Linked DNA regions of Gossypium hirsutum: region 1 is linked to region 2. A link is a contact called in public Hi-C data. All regions are on one chromosome and are shown on one strand. The core of a region is the stretch at or near the end of the contact, and the rest is flanking DNA. Distances in the headings are between cores, read along the strand shown.

Region 1 (5,179 bases), core at 1,311-3,810, 780 kb after region 2:
ATCCCAACATAAGATCGGCCAAAGGTTACCTAATAGTAAATTTCATATAAATGGGATTATTGTTGGAAATTCATTGAATGTTGTACATTAGCAAGAAAAGAAAAGACAACATCAAAAAGCAACAGTAGAAACCCTCTGTGTTTTGTTAAAAAAGATATGCCCTTTTCCCTTTGTTAAAGCATCTTCAAATTCTACAGCTAGCCGTCTCCATACACCAATCAAAACTAATCTACCTAACCTCCCTCTCTCTTTTGCAGGCATAAAAAGCCAACTTACAAACAAAACCACACATAACTCTCTATCATCTTATGTGTTTTAATCATGTTTCTTTCAAATTTTATTTAATAATAAATTGATTTCTTTTATCACTATATAGTTTCTTGTAAAAATTAAAGATTGTTTTAAAAGATATGGTTTCTATATTCATTTATTAGTTATTGCTTTCAAACAATTTAATATTTGATTGTATATACATATGTTTTTCTTAGTAAAAGTATACATATTTATGTTATGTAAAAAAAAGTATTGGATGGTTTATTTTATTTTTGTTTTAATTAAGTTAAAAAAAAAAAAGATCCGGGTGTGGCCTTAATGTTGCCACCTTTGTACCCTCAGCTTCTGGTCTCATGACAGGAAGTTCCACCGCTAATCTTTATGCATATATCATCAGACATCATTTAAAGTTTGATTTCCAAACATCCTAAACATAAAAGAAATGTTGTCTTTCTCACACTCTCTTCATATATATGACTGCATTCTGATCTAATACTATGAACAAGACCCAAAAGAAATGAACAATTGTTATCCTATATGAAAAAGGAAATTCATGCAGATACCAGGAAAACCCCTTATATAATGTATTGTTATGTTTAAACTGTCTTTTTTTACCCCTCTGTTGCAGTATTAAATACAAAACTTACACCTAAATAAATCTCTTTCTCTCACCCTCTACACCTGTTTCAGACAGACAACGTATAGATTTAGGCACACGTGTGTGTGTGGCTACACAGATGTTCATGTGCTTTCTCACAGATATAGCCACTCCGGAAAACAATATTCTTCACACATGTGAAAGTTTCTGAAATAGGGAACGCAGATTAACATGACCTTTCAACCTAATACATGACAGCAAAAATCATAAATCTTCAAAAAACGAGAGAGGGAGACCTTGTATTATGTTTGAGTTAGCATTTTGGAACTGGGAATTATTTTTTTTAACGTACGTAAGTTCACATCTGAGCTGATGGTTTAGAAGAGAGATGAATACTGAGGAATTCGTAAAACATTTTATTTACATCATACTATATAATAAGGAAGAAAATCCAAGATGTTAAAAGATTTGTGTGCTAGGAATTATTATATATATAATATAATCGCCTCATCTTGCAGAGCAAAGATTTTGATTTTGTTTTTCTCGTTTAAAATTAAATCAAAAGTTATTACAGATGTAGATCCAAACTCACATGGTCTTGCAATCTTGGCTTGGATTCATAAACGTACCGACTCTGGGAGCTTGAACCACCACCGCCAGCAACAACCTGAGAGGGCGGCTTCAACTCATCGCCGGTAAACAAAGGCAAGGGATGCGAGGATGAGGATGATGAGGAACGGTCAGGATTGAAATTAGAAGAGTTATTTTGAAGGGTAGAAGGAATTCTCCATAACCCCAGTGGGCTGCCATTGATGGGTGGGTGATGAGAAAAGGAGGTATGGTTCCCATAAAACCTACTGGTACTACCGGTAAAGCTAGAGTTCCATGAAGGGTAAGTGATTGGTGGTGTTGGAGCTGAGCCTAGCCTGTAGTTAACAAGTCCATAAATATGAGCATCAGATAAAGAGGTGTGCACCATTGCTGACTGAAGATGAGCTCGTTTCGCATGTTGGCGTTCCCTTTTGTGAGCGTTTTGGTGACCACCTAAAGCTTGGGAGGTGGGGAAGTTTCTGCAACAATAATGGCACTCAAACCTTCTGCTATTATCACCATTGTTCTCGTTCTCCTTGGTGGTATCTTCGTTGTTCTCGGCTGAGTCGGACTCGTTGCTGGGCGTAGCTGGGTCAACACCACCGAATTCCTTGCCGAACAAACGGATGCCCTTTTCTTTGTTGGGGGCAGGGCGGATAAAGGGAAGCTGAGAGAAGGATTCTACGTTCATGAAGTCGTGAGTCTCCCTTTCGTTCTTCTCCATGATTAAACAAGAGAAAAGAGGGTGGGTTGAAGTGTTTGGGAAAAGGAGGAGGAAAGAAAGGGGGGGGGGGTTGGCTAATGGGGCTATAGAGAGGGAATGGTTATGGTTATGGAAGAGGGAAGCACGGACAAAAGGGTTGGAGGCAAGCCATGGCACATGATCTGAGAAGTTGTGATCCGATGGATGAGAGTGGGTTTGTCAAAAGGACTACCTTGGCCTCCTTTCACTTAAATGTTTACAGTGTTTTGGAAAAATCTGCCACACCCTCCTAACATCTTCATTATTTACCACACTTATGAATTTATCTTCTTTTTTTCTTTTTCTTTTTTTTTTTTTAAATTATGAAGGAAATTTGTTTATATAAAATCAATGATTCAACCTAAACTAAAACATCCGCTAATCCATCTCAAGATTTGTTTTAATGTTCCTATTTATAATTTATAGAAAATTATAAAATTATTAAAATTATAAATTCCCCTATTATTTCTTTTAAATATTATTCAATTTCCAGTTTATTTACAATACCGAGAGTAATATAGATGTAACCCAAATAATATCAAAGTTTTTATCAATATATCATTATTTTATTTGTGCTTAAAAGAGATATATCATGAAATATAGAGATGTTTCAGAAAGGTTTCGAATTTATATAACACTTTTAGGTGGTTGAGATTAAGAGTGTATTTGGTTGGATGGAAAAGTGAAAGGACGAGACAAGTGAGTGAAAAAGTAAAAAAAATAAATAAATTTTGAGACTATGGAAGAAAAGTGGAAGTAAAGAAAATAGAAGAGATAATAATTTTCAATCTTAATACATAAAAATCAAATTAGAATGACGAGAAGAGAGAAATTGAGAAATAAACATATGCTAGTTTAAAATTTCATTTTTCAAGTAAACCAAGCAAGGGATTCCTTTTTAGTTTTTCTATCATTCTACCAAGTTTATGTTTATTTATCAATTCCTTCAATTTTCCATCTTAGTATTGTGTTTTGAGAATTTTTGGTTTCATAGAATGTTATATTGAAATCAGTAGGAAGAATTAAGAAACCTAGACTTAATGGAGCTCTTTTATGGTCAAAAAGGTTAAATAGGAAATATTGCTTCTTATATTCATTTCAGTATTTATTTCTTCCCTGCTGATTTTATCTGTGGAGATGGTTCAGTAGCTATAAACTTAAGATTGTTTAAGGGCAGTCCAATAATTAATTAATTTGTGACTTTTAATTTATAATTATTTTTTTATAGATTTTTTACTATTAATCAGTTTGGCATACAAGTATTTTTCTGTGCTATTTTATTGAAGTAGATCATTTTTAAATATTACTTCAATATTTTTAATTATTTAAATAAAAATGCATCGGTTTAAGGTATTTCAAATTAAATTACAACATAATATTTGGTTATATAATTGTTTAATAAATTTTAATGAATGTTGCAATTAATAATATTTTCGATTGGTATGTTTTCACATTAGGTCTTTAACAACAGTTTTGTGATTTTACATTTTTAATATTTAATCATTTTTTAAAATATTTTATTTTTAATTATAGTAATTAACATAAAATAATATTTTTGTTTGAATTATTAAATATACTTAAAATGCATTAACCTATAAATTTAAATATTGTGGTAGAAAATTTTCAAATCATAATTAAAGCATTTTTAACTTATTCAAAATAATAACTAATTAATATAATTATCTCTTATATTAATTAAGTGATAATTGAGATGCTTAGAATTTTATTAGGTAATAACTCTATTTTAGATCAATAAAATTAGCAAACAATTTTTAACTAATAATTGTAAATTACATTTTTAAATGTGTAAAACTCACAATTTCAAGTTCTAATAAATTATAATTATTTTTAAAAGTATAATTATCACAAATTTTATTTTATTTTATTTTATTTTATTTTTAAATATGAATTTAGTAATATATTAGAAAATAAAAGATATTCTTTATCAGTTGAAAAAAATTTTCAAACTTAAACTTTCAGATATATACATATATGATTGTACGAATGATATGGAGAAAAATGTTATTCATTTAAAAATTCATTTTTAATTTATTTTTAGTTGGTTGTTATCGAAGAAACAAACTACATATATCATCATAAATTTATATTCTGAAAATTACTTAATTTAAATATCAAGCAAAATTTTTTAGTTTCTTATAGTAACATGTATATATAAAATAATAATAAGTTATATTATTTTTTTTACCAATTAAAATACTATAAATCTTACATAGCACGGGTAAAAAACTAATCATATATAATATTTATTAAATATCTATATAACCATAGGGATAAATACTAAAAGTATTCTTGATCTTTAATACAATTTGCAATGTTATATATCAAATTTTAATTTTGGTTCAATTGTCACATTTCACTAACCCGTTATCTATGTGACACAATTTTTCATTAAATAATGTGTAAATTGTTGGCATGACATTTTATTATGTTGAGAAACCAACTAATAAATTTAAATTATTTACACCTAAATTAAAAAAAATAAACACACTTGGAAAAATGGCCTCTTATTTCCTCAAGAAATTTATTCTTGTTAAATTTAAGTGAAAATAATTTAATTTTTTTTAACCTAATAAAATGCCATGTCAGCAATTTATATGACTTAACAAAAAATGGGTCACATAGATAATGAGGTTAGTGAAATAAGAAAATTGAACTAAAATTAAAGTTTGATGTATACAAATACACTAAATTAATGTTAATGTGTAATATTAAAAATATATTGTATCAAAGTTCATGTATAATTTTAGTATTTATCCCAATAACCATCATTTAAAGTAAACTTTTAAGAAACATTTTAAAAACGTTGTAAACAAATTTAAATGTCTTTTAAATTAAAATTGTTTAAAGTTTTAAATATATTTTTTTATAAATAATTTTATAAATTAAAAATGCTTAAAAATTATATATATTTTTTAAAAAATGGTTTAAAATTTTTAAAGCAATTATTTGTCAAT
Region 2 (5,135 bases), core at 1,387-3,886:
TTAATCTTTAAACTTTTCAAAATTCAAAAAATTGTTTTCATAATTTTCTACCCAATTATCAAATTTGCTTTCATATGATTCCTTTATATGACTCATTTTCAAATTTTCTCACCAATTATTTGTATCTGCTGCAAGAATATTACTGTGTCAAATTGAAATTTTTGAGAAATTACAATTCAATACATGATTTTTCAAATAATTATAAAAAATATAAAAATATTTAAAAAATATAAAGAATTATAAGAACTTATAAAAGTATTTAAATTATTAAAAATTCATAAAAATAAAAATAATAAAAGCAATGTCTATGATGAACTTGGACAATAATTATTTGGGCTAAAATTAACTTAGAATAACCATCTGTCCATATTGTTAAATAATTTTAAAAATAATTTTAAAAATATTAAGAATTATATTTTTAATTTTTTTATAATTTTATAATTATTTAAAAAACCACGTTCAATGAATAAACATGTATGTATTTTTTAAAATAATAATTAAAAATTTATTTAACTTTTAGGAATTTTTATTTTTTAAATATTGGATAATATGACAACAATGCTACATCAATATGAGGTATAATGTCGTTGTTTGATTAATTTGTTAGCTATATCATTTCTAACAATAGAAATTGATAGAAATTTTTAATAGAAAATCTAATTTACTATTTGATCTAACCTACAATGACTAGTTTATTAATTTTTACCTAATAATTAATTAAAAGTTTATTGATAAAATTTCATATAATATGATTCGGTAAATTGTAGTAGTTTTTATCAATCAATCAATGATTTATCATTCAGATGAAATTTGGTTCAACATCTTCTTCAAATCAGCAAAATAAATGGACAAGAGAAAATAAATTTTATTTGCCGGTCACGTTATTATTATTGGGATTTTTTTATTTATATATTTTTATATTTTTTTGAAACCTTTTATTTTGTAATTATTGAATGAAATAAGTCTCAAAATTATATATAAACTTTGATTTAATGTGTAATCATATAGGTGAATTTTAATTTGCGGGTCATGTAATTATACACGTAAAACTCTAATTGTGGTTCAAATGTATACTTGAAACTTTAATTTTGATTTAATTATACATATTTAAAAAAATAGATACATCAATTTATTTTTAAATTAGATAAATATAATTATTTATGCATGCAATATATAAACATAAAATGATGTTATATCAATAATTGTATTAATAATTTACAAGAATTGGATCAAATCAAAAATTTATGTATAAAATTGCACAAAATTAAAGTTCATGTATACAATTGTACATTAAACCATAGTTTATGTATATTTTTGGGATTTATCCTTTATTGAATAGATGGTTTAACTAGTTAAATTGGGTGAATTGAAAATTGATAATGCAGTTGATTTAATCACCAATCGAATTCTTTTAAAATTAGTTGAATTTAATTAAATTATTTTTGTTGATTGAGTTTGAACTCGGTTGGCATCGTCATTGTTGCCGGTACAAGAGAAAATGGGTTTAAGCATATTGAAGCGCACTTATATTCCTATTTAAGGGCAGTGATTAAAGATGGCAAAAAAATTTGAATTTGATAGGTTTCGGCCCAACCCGATCCATGAGGGTCGGATTTTTTTTTTTGAGAAATAGGATTCAGACGGGTGAAACTATAAAAATAGTCTGTCAAGAGAGGTAAATCCGCTTTGCCTTGCCCTGGGATATTTTCAAAAAATTGCCCCTAATATATACATATATTAAATATTTTCTTTCAATAAAATACATATATAAAAAAATATATTAATATTTAAGTCTAAATTAAAAAATTATTCTTATATGCTTCTAAATAAAAAATAAAATAATTAAATTAATTTCAGGTCGGATCGAGATGCAGTTAGGCATTTTATTAAATTTTGAGTTTGGGCTTAGGGTGAGTTTTTTCTTAAGACTTGGGATTGGGTCGGGGCAAATTGGTCAAACTTCGGGTTGGGGTTGAGATAATTCATCTTGCCTCACACCGTTGCCATCCCTTATTGGGGTAGGGTTACGGTAGAGGTATCCATGGGTTAGGTAGAGACCCGATTCCAAAAAACTTTTCAAGTCCAGACTCGTTTTCGGCCAAGCTTGGTCTACTCAAAAAGCCCATTTTACCATTTAAAAAATAATAAAATGATAAAAATTATATTTTAATTGATATTTTATATATTTTTATAATTAAATTTAAATTTAAAAATATTTTTCATTGTTGAAATTGAACTCAGGGCAAGTGGACCCAAGGTGTGAAAATATTTATTTAAACTTAATCCTAGTCGAGTGAGATTTATAGGACCTTTGGACAAGTCTAGACTAAAGAGTAGTTTTTGAATTAAATTTTTTATTTAAATTTAAATTAATTTGAAAATTGAATACCAAAAGTACACCACACAAAAAACTTAAACCGATTATCCTACCATATAAATTAATTAAATCGATTGGATTTACTTAGCACAATCAATTTATGGACTTTTTCACCTAAACTTTCCTTTAGATGAATAGACATGTGTTGCCTTAATTTTAATTTTTTTAAGAATAAATATTAAAGTTAAAATTACGTCAATTTTATATGGATATATCGCTGGAAAGATTACAAATGTATTAATTTTTATCCTTGAAAAAAATTATTTCTCTCTATAAATAATATACAGATATCATAAATAAAGACTTTCCTTTTTCACGTCCTCTGTAAAACCCTAACTATCATTCGTTCCCCTCATTTCCCCCCTTTCTTTCTCTATATCTCTTCTTCGATTCATTCCTTCAATCATTCTCTATTTCAAAACCCTAAATACCGTTACAAGATCTGTTCTTGGTTCTTGCATGTTTGTATTTGGGATTAATCAACAAGTCTTCTAGGGTTTGTTTAATCGGAAAAAAAGAAAGAAAAAGAAAAGGAGGACGATTGTCAAGGCTGGCGGGTTTTCGGGTCAAGTAAATGGCGGATCCGCCTGGATTCCGCCTCGATGAGATTGCGCATCATTTCGAGGTCATTTCTTGCTCTGCTGCTCTTGCTAGTGTAGGATTGGATTTGATAGGTTTACCAAGTGGTGACCGTTGCGAACTGTGACCGACCAAGGAAGCCCGAGAAGTTAAAGCATGCTGAGCGTGCTACGTGTGCACCTCCCTTCTGATATACCAATTGTTGGCTGCGAGCTCACGCCTTACGTGCTCTTACGCCGACCTGACAAGACCGTTACAACCGATGATGTGCCTGAGTCGGCCCCTCTTGATGGCCACTTCTTGAGGTATAAGTGGTAAGTGTTTTTAAATCCGTTGAAGAATCTATCTTTTAGGTTTTTTATTGGTTGGTTGCGGGGGTTATGCCAATGGCTAGGCTAATTTCATTTAACTTTTCAAGTGGTATGAAATTTTTTATGTCTAATTAACAATTAAACTCTTTATTATTTATTTATTTATTTATTTATTTATTTCTTGGTTTATGTATTTTGGTTAGTTGTCATGTTGGCCAATTGGATTTTGAGCTAGTTCTTTTGGGTGTGTTATTATTTGATTGCTTTTTACTAAATGTGTGAACTGCTTTTTGTAGGTGGCAAGTGTTTGCATTATAAGACAATTTCTTAGATTCTATGTTTCATTCCTTTTTCTTTTTTTACTTTTTGGTGTTTTGGCCTTTGTGTAGTTCTCATTTTGATCAATGGGGGTTTGAGTTTGGTTTTTGGGTTTGATATATATGACTGTTTTTAGTAAATACAGTATATGTGACATTGTCGAGTTTTTCCGTAAGGGATGCGTGGAATTGAGGTCTATAAGTTGAGTTTTTCTACCTGTGCATTTGGAGATAGTGTGGTTGCTTTTTACTGGATTGCAATCTGTTTTTGTTACTCCGTGTTCTGGATTATCTTGTTTGTTTAGTGATGTGTTTATTTTTTAAATTCTTGAAGTATCAAGAAGTAGTTTCTTGAGTCTGATTCTGGCATTGAGTTTCATGCCATTTTGTTTGGTTTTACTTGGATTTAGTTTTCGCTGCTTGAGTCAAGATTGTTGCAATTGAGCTCTTTGTCTCTTTATGCGTCATAGACAAAACTAGGTTCAATGAGCTAGAATCTTCCATAGAAGGCAATAATTTGTTTCCTTTGTTTTCATTCTTGTGGCCACCTGGCACCACTACTCCTATGAAAGCTCGTAAGAACGTTTCAACATAGACTGAGAGTAACTACACTTAATATTTGATCATAGGAAGAAAGAGTTACCAGAAAGGTACTCCTAAGGCATTTAATGTGCTACTGGTAATTATCAAGCTTCTGCTATTTAAAGTAACTTGGGGTTGAACAAGTAAGTCTAGTTTTATTTCAAGAATTACCAGAAACTCCTGAAAAGGTAATAGAAACTTGAAATTTATAATGGTTGCCTTATGTTTCATCACAAAAGATCCTAGAACTTTAAACATTGGTTATGGTTTCAGTTTCGGTTTCAGTTACATGTAGTAATATAATAAAGATGTTTAGTAAAATATGAAGTTGAGTTTATTGATTGTTCAGTCCTTGTATGGTATTTAGGTCAACTTTATACTTTTGTTTTGTCATCAGTTACATGTAGCTATATAATAAGATTAAATTTATTGATTATTCAGTCCTTGGATGGTATTTAGGTCTTTTCATTTTAAGAAAAACTTTAACCACTATCAAATACAATCTTTATTATTGATTGATAAATGCTTTAGGCGCGTTGTAGTTTACCTAAACTTTGAGACGGTGAAATGACATTCTTATCGTGATTGCTGGATTCTTATATTGGAAAATGCATTTTTTTTACCTTTTCTTGTGCCCCTATTGCAAGTGTTTGCTAGAATTTGTTGTCTGCTTGTGGGATTTGCTGGGTGTTTATTTATTAAGTTGATTGTTTCGAAATTTTCTGTTCATATTACCTGTCTAATTTTTCTCCCTGTGTTTGTTTTGCAGGTATCGCATACAAAGTGATAGAAAAGTTGCTGTGTGTAGTGTACATCCCTCTGAGCAAGCCACGCTGCAGTGCCTTGGTTGTGTTAAGGCTAAAATAACTGTTGCTAAAAGTTATCATTGCTCTCCAAAGTGCTTCTCAGATGCGTGGCAGCATCACCGTGTTCTGCATGACCGTGCTGCAAGTGCTGTAAATGAAAATG

Evidence for each region. Hi-C and Micro-C count contacts between places; a contact is called where the count stands out from the background.
Region 1: a contact with region 2 is called in a Hi-C map of leaf, with 2.4 times the contacts expected there. The contact joins the promoter of LOC121203634 here to the promoter of LOC107948232 in region 2. A contact is called at or near these places in 3 of 34 Hi-C or Micro-C datasets (callus and leaf).

Annotation. Positions count from the first base shown.
Region 1 is chrA04:22,267,946-22,273,124 of Gossypium_hirsutum_v2.1, forward strand. LOC121203634 (zinc finger protein 8) reads right to left here and starts at 2,561. Exons shown (of 1, transcript XM_041111365.1): 1 at 1,384-2,561. The coding sequence starts at 2,186. The coding sequence ends at 1,440.
Region 2 is chrA04:21,486,119-21,491,253 of Gossypium_hirsutum_v2.1, forward strand. It overlaps LOC107948232 (carbon catabolite repressor protein 4 homolog 1), which reads left to right and starts at 2,637. Exons shown (of 12, transcript XM_016882708.2): 1 at 2,637-3,270; 2 at 4,936-5,135. The coding sequence starts at 3,113.